Linked DNA regions of Gossypium hirsutum: region 1 is linked to region 2. A link is a contact called in public Hi-C data. All regions are on one chromosome and are shown on one strand. Each heading gives the region's core, a stretch centred on a gene start, on an enhancer-like site or on the middle of the called end of the contact. The rest is flanking DNA. Distances are from core to core; before and after follow the strand shown.

Region 1 (3,556 bases), core at 865-3,364, 89 kb before region 2:
TGAATATTGAGAATTGAGAATTTAGAAGAAAGAATGAGTATGGAGTATTTGGTTGAAAAGAATGAAATTTAGAGGGATTTATATAAAAATTTTATAATTGTTGGAGCCCTTGTAACTGTTGATAGAATTGGGCTTATTACTAAAAAAAGCCCTTTTTTTTAAATTTACCGAAATAGGCCACTTTTTTAATTATTTACCGGAATGGGCCATTTTCCGCGAAATCGCGTCCACGTCAGCGCGATGTCAGGGTACGCGCAGGAAATCGCATCCACGTCAGCGCGATTTGCTGACGTGGAAAGAAATCGCTCCCTCTAGGACGCGATTTGCTGACGTGGCATGAACAGTGTGTTTTTAGCTTGGAAAACTTTGAAAGGCCATAACTTTTGGCTCGGTTGTCCGATTGAGACAAATTTTTTTTTATTTCGAATAAATTTTCGAGATCTACGTGCTGGAAAACTTCTTAGAGATGAATAGGGACTAATTTGTAAAGTATAATTTGTTAGTTACGAGTATAGGGACTAAAGTGTAATTATTTCAAAATTAGCACGAAATTTTTGTATTTAAGAATATTTGAATGTTATGGAAGGATGAAATTGAATTTGAATTGAAAAATGAAGCTTAGATTTGAAAATATGACTATTTAGGCTTTAGGGACTAAATTGAATAAAATGGAAAATTTTAGGGAACTTCTCAAAAGTGGAATGAGCTGACTTATACCTATAACAGGATGATATAAGACAATTCTGTAAAAAAATATCCGGTGTTTACTTCAAATAAATGAGAAAAATAACGATTTGAATGTTTCAAAATTCAATTTTAAACCGAAAAAATCAAAATTGAGGGGCAAAAGAGGATCTTTTTCGACGAAAACGTCGGCAAACCGCCTTCGATGGTTTATCAGCGCGTAGATCTCGAAAATTTATTCGAAATCAAAAAAATTCGTCTCAATCAGACAACCGAGCCAAAAGTTATGGCCTTTCAAAGTTTTCCAAGCTAAAAACACATTGTTCATGCCACGTCAGCAAATCGCGTCCTAGAGGAAGCGATTTCCTTCCACGTCAGCAAATCGCGCTGACGTGGACGCGATTTCCTGCACGTACCCTGACATCGCGCTGACGTGGACGTGATTTCGCGAAAAATGACCCATTCCGATAAATAATTAGAAAAGTGGCCTATTTCGGTAAATTTAAAAAAAAGGGCTTTTTTTAGTAATAAACCCGATAGAATTACCGTTAAAATGAAAACACGCCCTATAAATCTGGTTTGCAGGAGAAAGAATAAAAACAGCCTAAATCGTCAGCATAGTTTCTCAATTTATTTTCAGATTTTTTTTGTTAAATAAGCCACCAGCTTTGTGTACGAAAATTATAAATAAATTTAATTGAGCAAAATATAAACTTCAAACTCTGAATTCGAGGTTGGCTCTACTCCATTATACCCGTACAAGCAGATAAGGCAATCATCCCGGAGCAGGCTCCAACCCCCAAGCCCACTTCTCCCATCTTAAAATGCACGCATCTTTTTGTCAAATTCCGAAATTATCAATAATAATTAGCAGAATTTAATTTATAATCAGTCTATATATTTTAAATTTTTGAAATTTAATTTATTTTTATTCACAAAATTTTAAATACATGTCTAATTTGAAAATTCAAAGTAGAGAAATTAAAGTTAAAATATACGCTTTTTTCACTTTTTTGTATATTTGAAATTTAATTCTTTTATTTTTATTTTAAGTAATTTAATTTTTCTATTTTTTGATTTAATAATGTAAATTTAATTATTAAAATTATTCTGTTAAATACATATTTATTATAACGTTATTTCTTTTTGTTACTTGACTCTCAAGAATGTATTTTTATTTCAAAATATCATATCAATGAATTTAACTAAAAAGTTTCAGTAAGGTAAACAATTTAAACATAAATTTTGAAATCTGAAAAGGTTGAAAGATTAAATTCTTAGAAATATAAAGAGTTCAAAGACTTGAAACATATTTTAATCAGGTACTAAATTCCTAAAAGGATTATATTTTAAAAGTTTAAAGAGTACAGGGACTGGGGAATAATTAAATCTAATCAATAATAGTAAAAGAGAAAAAGGCCAAATAATTGAAATTCCTACGTCTAAACACCTGCGTGACGCTTTGGTACAGTTGTCTACTTTTTCCCCCCGATCCGATCAATAAACCCTAAAAGCTCTTTGCAATCGATTTTAATGTTCAATTTCGATTCTTAGACAGAGATCGGCGTAGTTTCGTAGTAAATAAAAAGGAGAAATAGATGATGCAGAGACGGAGTCCACCGAAGCACAGGCACGATGGGACTTCGCCACTGCCTCTCGGGATGGATTGGAGTCCGCCCCCTCGTAAATGGGTCAGCTTCCTTACAAATTTACCATTTCATTTTAAATTAGTTTGGAATTCGAATCGGCACTTAGATTCTGTTGTTGAAGAGTTTTTAGTTCATGAAATTCTAGAATTTTGAACAATAATTTAGTGTTTAGAGTGAGTTTTATGGTCGATCAAGACTAAAAGAAAAAAAGACTGGATATTTTTCAATTATGAGATTGGACTTGATTGCTAGATTGTTTCAGTAACTTACGTAATCTTAATCTCAATTGAAAAAAAAAAAAGAGTGCATTCCCTCGTAAATTGGTCAGCTTTCCGACAATTTACTCTCTTTTCGTTGATTTTATTTGAAGTTACCTTGGAATTCGAATTGGCACTCAGATTTTGCGATTGAAGAGTTTAGTTCATAGAAATTATAGAATTTTGATCCATAATTAATGCTTATAGGGAGTTTTACGGTGGATCAAGACCCAAAAAACAGACTATAGATTTTGCAATGATGAGATTGGACTTGATTGCTAGATTGTTTCATTAACTGATGTAGCTATCTTAATCTCAATTGAAAAAGACTTTTAAATAAAATACCTCTTAACCAGTTTTTAAATGCATTAATATAGTAAATTTAGAATTTTATGTTTGCTTCGCTTGTCAGTATAAGTCCTCATAAGCTGGTTTTGAGCATTTACAAAGTTCCTATGGTTCTTAAGCATTTGCTGCTGAAATTTTAGTTGTAGTATTTTTCATAAGGACAGTGATAGGAGAATTCTATCAAGAATCTAGACATCTAAAAGTAAGGGATGAGCTATACTTTAATCTTGACATAGATTGGTATTCTGAATACTATCTTTCTTTTAACTTAGGAAGGAATGGATTTTGATGTTCTTCATTCATGTTGCTATTTTATTAGTAGAACCTTTTTGGCTGTCTGGAAACTTATAATTGAATTTTGGTTTTAGCGCTTATTCAATTTACATATACATGCAGAATGGGAGAGAAACTGTTTGGCCACATGATCCTCGAACTGGATGGAGTTACTGTGTTACAATACCTTCGTGGGTTGTCCTTCCAAAATCAAGAGATTCAGATCCTGTAGTGGTAATCACTAATATATATGTCTATGGTAGATTGTATCTCACTGTCTTGTTGTGACTTAGTGATATTTCAAGTTATCTTTAACAACACAAATTTTGTTCTCATCTTTAACTT
Region 2 (3,401 bases), core at 241-2,740:
TAGTCTACATAATTACACACACTTAGGATAGGAGAAATGATTTCAAGTCACATATAAAACACGACTATACACATCTAACATATAATTACAAATACATATCAAATACATATGATATGCACCTTCAAACCACACATAATTTAATTACATAATTGCACAGATATATGTAGAAACACATGGATATATCTATACACAGAGATATATGTAAAAACCGAGGTGCCATGAGAGGAACATATGTACATGTAAATACCACGATAAATGGGGTATCAAAGATCCAAAAGTTTTGGGTTGAAAACTTGGAGTGACGAGAGAACTAAACTTCAAAATTTTCGATAGCAAGTCCTACTTCATAATCATGGGTACTGCTTTTATCCTCTTTTTCAGATTTTGCTTGTAGGTGGTGAACTGAGAGGGTTGAGGGATGATGAAAGTTCAAGTAGTGGGTGTTGGAACTTATGGTGAGATTAGAAGTGTAAGAAAGTGAAAGTGATCAAAGTTGTAATGCATGAAGGGCTTTTACCAAAACCCCATCTCTTTCTCTTTTGCTTTCCTCTACTTTAGCTTCTAATGGTCATGCTCCACTTCTCCCAATTCTCTCCTTCCTTGTAGATCTTTCTCAAAGTCTCTTTTCCCCCTAAACTTTTCTTATCTCTTTCGATAATATCTATTTCTTCTCTCTCTTTTAAAATATAATAACTTTTTTTAAGCTAAAAATATAATAATTAAAAATAATATTAGTATAATAATAGTAACTTCAAAATAATAATCCCTTCGAGATCATCTCGGACAAAATATGATTGTTGGCATAACTATTGAGGTTAAATTTTGTTTTTTTCACAGTAATATTAAATGAGTACAGCATTTTCGTATTTTCCCTTAAAATTATGGTTCGACAAATCAAGCTGAAAAGATAAAAAAGAAAATTATGCTTACAGCTTTTGGAAATTAGATTTTAGATGAAACGATTTTATTATTCTCACTTTTTTATTTTAAAATTACATATAAAGTGTACACTTTGATACATGAATTTTAATTTAGTATAATTATACACATAAAACTTTATTTGTGGTTCAAATGTATATATGAAATATTAATTTTGATTTAAGCATACATATTTTAAAAATATAATTATTTGTGTATACAATATATAAATATAAAAAAATGTTATACCAACAATTGTATTAATAGTTTATGAATTTTAAATCAAATTAAAATTTTATATATAAAGTTGCATATTAAATTAAAATTAATATATAATTTTAAAATTTATCCTAATATACTAAATAATTGAAAGTTTTCCAAATTATTGTTTTTTCATACGTTTTAAACATATTATTATCGAGCCAAGCTTTTTCTGACAGTAGCGTTAAACTCGCCTTAAATTAATGTTAGAGTTATTAAACAGAATTACATAAAAAGCCAGGCCCAATGAATTGGACTTTAAAACGGGAAAGGTGATAGTGCCTAGATAATGCGATGGAAATTAACTTATAGGAGTTAGGGTCCATAGGATGAGCCCACTCTAGATTTATCCATTGGGTAGGTCCGCTTGAATTCTTTTTAAAATTTTTAGTTTAGTTCAAATCAGGTTAAAATATAAAGTAAGATCGTAAAATATAGGTGTTTTTGGGTCTGATTCGGGTAGAGCTCAGCCAAAATTTTAGGCTCGTTTACTAAGCCCAAGTTTGAAAATTGAATCTAAAATTTTGTCCATATCCGACTTAGTTAAAAATGTTAAAATTTGAATTCGGCCTGGCTGCCCGTATTAAATTTTTATATAAATTTTTTAAAATATATATAATACATCAAAAATATTAAAAATATTAAAATAAATATTTCCAAAATATTAAAAAAAATTAAAAATATGTATACTTAAATAACATTAAGATAGGTGCAACTTAACAAGCAAACGTCTCTAAAATAGTATCAAAATTAACAATAAAATAATAGTTATACAATATCCAAATAATAATAATATGATAGTAAAATGATAGCAATATAATGATAAAACAATAAGAAAATAGCAACAAAACAGTAAAAAAATTAAAAAAAAAACAATTTTTTTTTAATTTTTACAAATTCAAACTAGACTCAGGCCAAAATTATTTTTCTCGAGATCTAACCCATTTCCTAAACAACTTAACTGTAGAGTTCTAAAATGCAAACCTGCATATGATAATTGTGTGTTAAGAACCCAAAAGCTCTTGCCAACCGTGCGAATCGCGAATTTTAAAGCAAACAAAAGCTTTGTTTTTTTGACATTGTGAAGTCACCCTTGGATTCCTAATCCCAAAACCATAGTTTGCAGATTCCATTGCGTACTTACCTTATCTTTTCATTAACAACTTGCAAAGTACCAGCAGACAATACAGATAGACAGACAACGAGGAAAGAACCAAAAATCTCCCTAGACCAAGATTCTACTTTTTATAGGATTTTTATTTTAAATTAAGGGCATTTTAAAAAGGTCAATTTCTTCTATTAGTCCCTACACTCTATGTAACTCGTGTATTTAGTCTTTATACTTTTATTTGGTAAATTTTAGCGATTGTACTTTTTTAATTTGATCAGTTTTGGTCATTATACTTTAGAGTAGTTGTTAAATCCACTTGGTTAATTTCTATAATTAGTTTCATACTATGCGTAAAATTATAAATTTAGTTAATATTCTCCAACTGGATCATTCTTAGTCCCTATAATTTTTAAACTTCAAATTTTCAACCTTGATGCAAGCAATAGCCATTAAATCCATTAAATGGCTTTTATATGAGTAATATGTAAAAATAACAAGCTAATATGACACTACACATGTGATAATATGCTTGTCACATCAAGTTTTGGAAATAGTAGATTAATTTGATGAATTTAGCAACCACAATTTAATCATGACTAAAATTTTAAAACTATAGGGACTAAAAATGAAATTAAAGTTTAATGATTTAATTAACATGTTACACGTAGTACATGGATGAAAAGTAAATTTTAACCCATTTCTAAAATACATGGCAAATATGATCACATATAGTGTATATATTACAAGTTTTTAGTTGCAACCACAATTCAATGGCAAGATTGAGGTCTTGAGAAAAGCAAGATCTTAGGTTTGAGTCCTACTTATATAGACCATATATGGGCAATTTGTGAGTTGAATTAGTTTATTGACTTGGCTAAATAAGCCTAATGTGCCATTTTTGTTTTTTTAATTGGCATATTAGCCCATTTTTTTCGAAATTTAGGGAAATAGGCCGATTTTGGAGAGAAAGTGTGAAAGCACGAAAGTGCGCCTAGCTCGGCCTTCAATTTTTTAAGGTTAAGGTTTTTGTTAAGAATTAAAGTTTAGGGTTTAAAGTTTTAAAAGTGAAACCGTTAAAGTTTATAAGTAGATTTGAGGGGGCAGGGATGCA

The links. A called contact is a pair of places that touch in the nucleus more often than the background predicts.
Region 1: a Hi-C map of leaf shows a contact between it and region 2, with 2.2 times the contacts expected there. The contact joins the promoter of LOC107901615 here to the enhancer-like site in region 2. A contact is called at or near these places in 5 of 34 Hi-C or Micro-C datasets (callus, hypocotyl and leaf).

What each region holds. Positions count from the first base shown.
Region 1 is chrD06:23,584,311-23,587,866 of Gossypium_hirsutum_v2.1, reverse strand. LOC107901615 (PX domain-containing protein EREL1) reads left to right here and starts at 2,114. Exons shown (of 10, transcript XM_041095392.1): 1 at 2,114-2,375; 2 at 3,335-3,445. The coding sequence starts at 2,283.
Region 2 is chrD06:23,495,145-23,498,545 of Gossypium_hirsutum_v2.1, reverse strand. No RefSeq gene overlaps it. Among protein-coding and RNA genes, the nearest start is that of LOC107900352, 12 kb to the right of the region's middle. Within about 2 kb of position 1,490, at least 3 of the 9 cell types and tissues checked have an H3K27ac peak or open chromatin away from gene starts, as enhancers often do. A contact at or near this core is called in leaf, where this site is marked.